Linked DNA regions of Sus scrofa: region 2 is linked to region 1. A link is a contact called in public HiChIP or PLAC-seq data. All regions are on one chromosome and are shown on one strand. Each heading gives the region's core, a stretch centred on a gene start, on an enhancer-like site or on the middle of the called end of the contact. The rest is flanking DNA. Distances are from core to core; before and after follow the strand shown.

The links. HiChIP or PLAC-seq counts read pairs in DNA pulled down with a chosen protein or histone mark.
Region 2: an H3K27ac HiChIP or PLAC-seq map of alveolar macrophages shows a contact between it and region 1. The contact joins the promoter of MRPL58 here to the promoter of SUMO2 in region 1. A contact is called at or near these places in 1 of 5 promoter capture datasets (fetal liver) and 1 of 2 datasets of contacts at active chromatin or transcription factors (alveolar macrophages).

What each region holds. Positions count from the first base shown.
Region 1 is chr12:6,114,597-6,118,386 of Sscrofa11.1, reverse strand. It overlaps SUMO2 (small ubiquitin-like modifier 2), which reads right to left and starts at 1,693. Exons shown (of 4, transcript NM_213984.1): 1 at 1,587-1,693. The coding sequence starts at 1,607.
Region 2 is chr12:6,263,808-6,267,826 of Sscrofa11.1, reverse strand. It overlaps MRPL58 (mitochondrial ribosomal protein L58), which reads left to right and starts at 1,962. Exons shown (of 6, transcript NM_001244295.1): 1 at 1,962-2,169. The coding sequence starts at 1,984.

The DNA.
Region 1 (3,790 bases), core at 444-2,943:
AAGAAAAGCATAATTTGGAAAATGTGGAAAACAAACACCATACAAAGCAGCAGCAGCCCAAGTTGCTTCGGAAATCAACAGGTTTCTCATTCTCTATGATAAAAGAATACAGTTGTTTTCAGCTGCTGAAATCAGTCTGAAAGATGAGAAATCCCAAAGCAACAATATTAAACAGCTGTCAGAGAAACACAAAAGCAGTCTACATCCAATACTATTCTTGTCAACAATCGATCTTCGAAGATAGGTCCCACTCAATTTACTGCAATGCCCTCTTGAATCTGAGTTTTTTTAATGACATATTTCATATCTCTCAGAATATACCTTTCCTCTAAAAAGATTAAAAACAAGCATCGTCTCTCTTCAAAGTACTTAAGAGTACAGAATGCAAGAAAAAAATCTAGAGCTTGCAATTCAAAACTCTAAGACGACTCTGTTAAAAAGTTACCAAATTCAGTTTAATAACAAACCTCAAAGTAGATTTAAAAAAAAAACCACCTTAATTGAAGAATATCCTTTGATTCTCTTCGAAGCAACGGTAATAACTCAGAACCACTATTATTGTTCGCCTCTACGAGCAGCTTCATTTTTGTTTATTTTTAGTTGGGAGCTTATTCTCCCCTCCCCTTTGTTGTCATGAGTCAAATGCTGTTATATTGCAAGTCTTCCTTGTAGATTTCGACCCAATCTGAAGTTTACCAAAATCAAGTATAGAAGGAACTCTGTTGCCCTTAAATCTCTTCAGAAGGGAGGCGGTGTCACAAAACAAACTCAAAGAAAGTAGCCCGTGTGCCAGGAAGAAGTGTGTGCCCTAGTCCTCCAGGGAGAAGCCTCCCAGCGCCTCAAAACCCGCGTTTAAAAAGTTAAGCCCTACAAAGTCTCTCTGCTCGTACATCTGCCTCCAACTTCTCAAAACCACATGGTCTCGGCAGCTTAGGGGTTATCTAGGACCCAAGGAAAAGCCCCTGCCCAGCCTCACCAAAAAAGTGGGAAATACTCCCCGGGAATCCCCAATCCCCGGCCCCTCACGACGGCCAGACGGGCATCCGGCTTCCAACCCATCGGCTGCTCATTGATTCGCCCCGAGCCTTCACCCGGCCAGGGCGGCCCGGGGCAGGGGTCCCCAGATGCCCGCGGCCCCGACCCCTGAGGGGGGAAGCCCGGGGCGGAGGGAACTCCCCGCCACCACCGAGGCGGCAACACCCGCCGCGGCCCGGCGCAGGGTCCGCGGAGGGTGGGGACACCGCGCGCCCTAACGCCCCTCGTCACGCGCGCCCGCCCGGCCGGGCCCGAGAAGCCCCGCTCGCGGCCGGTGGGCCCGCGGGCGTCCGCGATTTGCCCGCCCAACTCGCGCCCGGCGCGCACTCCGAGGCGGCCGGGGGCGGGGGAGGGCGGCGGGGCCTCCTCCGGCGCGGGAGGGAGGAAGAGGGGAGGGAGGAAAATGGCGCGGAGCGCCGGGGCCTGAGCCGCGGCCGCCCCGTGGGGGGCCCGGGAAGGCGCGGGGAGCCCGCGGCGGGCTCGGGCCGGACCCCGGCCCGCACCGTGACCCCGGCCGCGCGGCGAGGCGAGGAGGCCGGCGCCGAGCTCACCTTGGGCTTTTCGTCGGCCATGGCGAGCGCCGGAGTCTCCTCAGCTGCCGCTTCACAAAAGAGGTACCAGGTCCGCACCGAACGAGCACACAAGCAGCACCAGGAGCGGCAGAAGAAGGAGGCGGCAGCGGTGGAGGAGGGAGAGGGCGCGCGCACGTCGTGCGCTCCCTCCCCCCACCCTGCGTGCGCGAGCACGAGCCTCCGCAGCTTCTCATTGGTTGCCGCCTCGCGGGAGCGCGCAACGCTTACATAACCACCCCCACCCCCCGCCCCGCGCCGCCCTGGCCTGAGCCCGGCGCCCGCCAGGCCGGCGGGAAGAGGCGCGGACACGCGCACCCGGCCCGCCGCGGGGGCGCGCCTGGCTCTGGGCGGGGCTGTATTGTCCTCCTCCTGTGGTGGAGCTTAATCAAAATGGCTTCCAGCTGGTCCTCGGTGGGGACGAGGAGGCTTGAGGCCTAGACGTGAGGCACAAGCCGGGGAAGGCAGGCTGCCTAGACGAGGAAAGGGGAGCCTAAATCAGAGCCCAGCATGAAGTTCTGGGAAAAAAAAACCCTCTCAATCGGTGGCCCAGATGCAGTTTTCCTCAGGGTCAGAGGGACATCCCACTTCCAGCCAGCCTCTCATCCCTCGAATCTTAAATCCTCAGCCTCAACCCGCTTCCCACCGGGCTCTTGCCTTAGGGCCGTGACTACTTCCGTCGTGCTGGAAACCTTATACTTAGACTAGCTGAGGGGAAAGGTTCCTCCTACAGACTCCTTACGCATAGCCTGGCTTCCAACCTCCAAGAGGCCACAGAATCCGGAGAGAGAGGTACCCATTACCAAGGTTCCAAACCAGGCCATCGTTTCCTCCATCCATCTGGCTCAGAAATGGAAGTAGGTCCTTCCTGTCCTAGGAACAATCCTGACATTTGTGCCTTGGATCTCTCCTGCTCCTCTCAGAAGTTCGATTATTTCCTTTCTCTTGTATTTTCTTCCACTCCTACATTAGAATAGAAAAAGACTCAGAGAATTCCCATCTTCGCTCGGCAGAAACAAACCCGACTAGCATCCATGTGGACACAGGTTTGATCCCTGGCCTTGCTCTGTGGGTGTTGCCACGAGCTGTGGTGTAGGTCGAAGATGGGGCTCGGATCTGGAGTTGCTGTGGCTGTGGTGTAGGCTGGCGGCTGTAGCTCCCATTCGACCCCTGGCCTGGAAACCTCCATATGCCACCGGTGCAGCCCTTAAAAAAAAAAAAAAAAAAAAAGGACCAAAAAAAAGAAAAGAAAAAGACTGTCAATTCTAGTTCCTTCTGAAGTTATCGCCATATCTCTCTCCATTCTTGGCCAAACATCTTGAAAAATGTCCACTCCAGCTGTCTCCCCCCCCCTCACCTCCCACTCACTCCTCAATCCACTGCAATCTGGCTCCACAAAAACCTTCTGCAAGGTCACCACAGACTTCTTTGCTGAATCCAGGATGCATCCCAGTTCATCACTCCTTGTGACTTTGGGCTGACTCTGTCCTGTCCTTCATCAGTTTGCCTTTTTTTTTTCTCTTCCTCAGCCCTTCCCTTAAATGTTCCTTGGGTTTTGTTCTAGACCATATCTCTTTCCATTCTCTTCCCTCTCCTGGAATGATTTCACTCACTTCTATTACTTTCTATTTGCTAATGGTTCTCAAGTCCAGATTACTAGTCCAAATCTTTCTCTGAACGTCCAGTCTATAAATCCAACTGACTTCTGAACAGCTGCACTTGGATGTCCCAGGAGGCACCTCAAACTCAGCACATATCAACTAAAATTCCTTGATTTACTTCCCCAACTTGCCCTTCTCTTGCAAGTTCCTCATTCACTGTATGACCCGCCATTAAAACATTGCCCCAAGCAAAAAAGCCAGGGGGAATCGTTGACCCCTTTACATGATCCTCATAAAGGCAATCTCCAAATCTTGCCTATTCTACCTTTTTTTTTTTTTTTTTGGTCTTACCATTTCTAGGGCTGCTCCAACGACATATGGAGGTTCCCAGGCTACGGGTTGAATCGGAGCTGTAGCCATCAGCCTACACCAGAGCCACAGCAACGCGGGATCCACTGAGCAAGGTTGAGCAAGGCCAGGGATCCAACCTGCAACCTCATGGTTCCTAGTGAGATTCATTAACCACTGAGCCATGACAAGAACTCCTATTCTACCTTTTAAATGCCTATCAAATCTGTCTACTTC
Region 2 (4,019 bases), core at 713-3,212, 150 kb before region 1:
TTAGTGATGCTTTATCTTGTCTTCCCCTCTGTCTTCTCACCCCTATGCATGTCCCCTTCCTAAAGCACCATTTCAGCCTATAGAGGCCCAGTGTGGTGAAAGAGAAGGCTTGCCTCAGCCTTGGGTTCCACCTTTTTGAGGGAACAGGTGGCACACCTCAGGCCTGTTTCTCCCAGAAGGGCCTCTGTTCTGGATGGTTCATAGCAGCAGCAGGTGAAAGGAGCTTGCCAGCTGCTCTTCTTTCCACCCCAGGGTGGCTTGTTCCATTCTCTTCTCTACCCCCCTCCTCTCCCAGAATCCAGGCCACCAGATGGCCCGAGCAGGCTGCATTTATTTGGGGCCATGGAAACCTGCAGCTTCCTTTTCCTTCCACTCTGGGTCAGGTGCAGAGCTGGAGCCCAGGCTCAGAGCAAAGATGCCATGAAATGGTGCTCATTTTATTATTTATAATCCCTGAGCTGTCGACCTGGGCCAGTCCCTGGCTTTGCTCCCCTGAGCAGCTTTTTCCAGTCACCATGGAGACGCCTCTGTTCCCTCTGAGGTCTTGAGACTAAGTCGGGCAGGGAGGGTCCCCGGAGACTCCCCTTTCAGCCTAGAGACCAAAAGGCGCATGTCAATTGCCATTCCCTTCCTAGTTTGGGTTTACAAAGCCCCAGCTCCACAAGCATTTTTTCCCTCCTCCAGAATTTGCCTGTATCAATGAGGCTAAGACGGTAAAGCCTGGACTTGATGACAATCTCCTATTTCAAACAGCCAGCATTCCCAGGGGCATGTTTTTCTAGGTAATTATGCTTTTCCTAAAAATAGAACCTGCCATTAAGAAACAGCCACCAGTGTTACTAATAATCACTAATGTTCATTGAGCTGTTTCTATTTGCCAAACCGCCTCTCAGCAAAGCAACTTAGCTAACGCTTAACTGTTTCCAAACATTGCTCTATTTTGAACCTTTCTCAGAGTTAGAACCTCTCAGTTTTGAAGTTCATTTCTTCCTCTCTTTTCTTTTCTTTTTTTTTTTTTTTTTTCCACACCCGCGGCATGGGGAATTTCCAGCCAAGAATCAAACGCATGCTACAGCAGTGACCCCAGCCACTGCAGTGACAACACAGGATCCTTAACCCGCTGAGCCGCAAGAGAACTCCTGGTTTTCCTAACAGCCCTGTAAAAAGAATCTCTACCTACTTCCCCATTCTCCCCTTTTCTCCTGGCTAGGAGAAACTGCATCATGCTCCACAAAGCGGGGGTGGGGCTTCACTTTTTTAAATACGTCTTTTTCAACCCGCCCACCTCTCTCCTTCCATCGGGTATTTGCCTTCACACAGGTGTTCAGCAGGGATTTGCTTATAGGTTGCCTTGTGAATGAGCCTGAAGTCATAAACTCAGCTCTAGCGGAACTCAACTTTCAAAAACGCATTTCCTCTTATCAATATTTATTGAGCACCTATGATATGCCAGGTTCTGGATACTGGGGATCCAGCGGTGAGCCAGTGCCCTCCTGGTGGTTATTCTTGCTGGGAAACAGGCAATAGAAAAGTTTGAGCGATGTGAAAGGAAAACAAAAAACAAAAAACGTGGAAAAGAGTAAAGGCGATGGAGATGAACTAGGGCAGGCCCCGCCGATGCTGCGAGATTTGAGGGGAAGAGCGGTCCAGGAGGGCACAGACTGAAAAGGAGAGAAGCGGTGTTTCTGGGGGACACGACATCCGGGGGCTCTTTGCACCAGGAGGCGCCCTTGAGAGCTCGCTGTCTGGCCAACGTTTTTCCCACCGCGGCAGGTGCCCTCAGATCACCAACCAGGCCTCCCGGAGGCGGCCGATGGGAAGCCTCTAATATGCTCCGCGTGAGACCAACGCCGGGATGGATCTGAGCTCGCCTTCTTCCGACCGCAGAAGATCAAGGCCACGCGGAACCAAAGTCCCGAGGAAAGCGCGAGCCCGCGGACCGCGGAAGGAAGCGCCCACCGGAAGCGGCCCAGAGATCCCAACATGGCGGCCGCCCGGTGCCTGCGCTGGGGCCTGAACCGAGCCGGAGCCTGGCTGCTGCCGTCGCCCACGCGCTATCCCCGCCGCGCTCTGCACAAACAGGTAGAGGGCACCGAATTCCAGAGCATCTACAGCCTGGACAAGCTCTACCCCGAGTCGCGGGGCTCGGACACCGCCTGGAGGCTCCCGGTGAGCCGGGAGGGCAGGGCGGAAGGGGTGTTTCCTCGACTCCGCTGGTGAAGGCAGGAAGCCGGGGCCGGATTGGCCCGGCGTGCAGCTAATCCTAGGGGCTGATGCACGCAAATGTGGCGGTCGCGGCGGGAGGAGGCTGGTTGCCCTAGCAACCGGGAACTGGGCTGGCTTGGGCGGGTGGCGGCGTCGCGCGTTGCTCGAGGTGTGCCGGCCCGGGGAGAGTGCACGGGGTGTGCTTCTTATGAGACTTTAGCTTTTCTGGTTTCATTCCCCGTCCCTCAGGCGCAAATTCTTGTCTCAAGGCAAAATTGACCTCCACAGTGGACAATTAAGGCAGGAAGCTGCCAAGTTGCTCTCTTTTGGAACCTTCTGGCAAATTATACTGTCCTTAGCCTCTAGGAACCCCAGCACGCCTGAGAAAACAGAGCTTCAAGTTGGTTTCCTCAGGATGCCTTTATTGACAGCCTGCTGTATGCAGGTGCTGCAGCAGGGCCCAGAGCAGGAGAGATGGGACCCACTCATTCTACCGAGTTTTCACCCACAGGACTGAAAGAGAGCAGTTCATTCATTCCTTTGTTCATTCACTCATTCAACAAACGTCTGTTGAAAGCATGTTGTGTACTCCGTGCTAGGCATGGGGTAGAACAAAACACAAAAATTCTAATGCAGGAGTTGTCTTGTTGATGCAGCAGGTTAAGGATTCCACGTTGTCACTGCAGTGGCTTGGTCACTGCTGTGGTGCAGGTTCAGTTCGTGGTCCAGGAACCTCCACAAGCTATGGTCTTGGCCCCCAAAAAAGAAAAAAAAATACTAGTGCAGTGCTAGTTGACTTATCTGCTTAATGGAGGGAGACAGGCCACAAATAGAGTCAGTAATACGAAGTATGTGAGATGGTGATAAGTACTTTAGAGAACATAAAGCCTGGAAGGAAGAAGGAGGTAGGGGTATGCAGTGTTGCAGTTTTAAGTAGGATGGTCTGTGAAGGTGACATTTGCGTAAGAACCTGGAAGAAGCAAGGCTGCAAGCTATGAGAAGAGTGAGAAGAGGAGCATTCTGTGGAGGGAACAGCAGGTGCCACCACCCCTTTGCAGTAGCATGTTCCACTGGTTCAAGGAACAGCAGTCAGGCCAATGCAGCTGAGCAGGGCAGTCGGAGGAGATGAAGCGAAAGAGAAGAGGGCGGGGAGGAGGCCTGTTTATAGGGCTTACAGGCCTTTTTCGCTTTCCTCGGAATGTGATGGGGACCTCTTGGAGGGTTTGAGACCAAAGAGTGAGTGATCCAACTTAGTTGACAAAGATCACTCTTCTAGAGAATGGACTGCGAATGGCAGGAAGAGGATGACCGGTGAGGAGACTGCACCAATACAGGCAAGAGTTGATGAACAGGGTGGAAGCAATAGGAGCCGTGGGAAATGGTCAGGCTCTAGATAAATTCAGAAGGGAAAGGCTGCAGGGTTTGCTACTGGATTCTCTGTGAGACGTGAGACTAAGAGAGGAATTGAGGGCTGAAGCCTTGAGCAATGGAAGGGTTGAGTTGCCATGAAGTGAGATGAGAAAGTGGCAATAACTTTCACTCATTTGTCTGTTCATTCATTCAGCAAAAGGGTTCTCGTGCACCTACTGTGTCAGACACTCTTAAGCGCTGCACGTACAACCTTGATGAAACAGAGTTCCCTCTTCATGGAGCTTATGTTCTAGCAGAAGGAGCAGATATAAACAGATGGGGAAAACTATTAGGTAGTAGAAGCAGTGACTAGACCCAGGGGCTGTGATGTGCAGGCCAGGAGCTGCTTCAGACCAGGAGGAAGGACCGTCCTCTGTGAGGAGGCTTAAGGTGTAAGGCCTCCG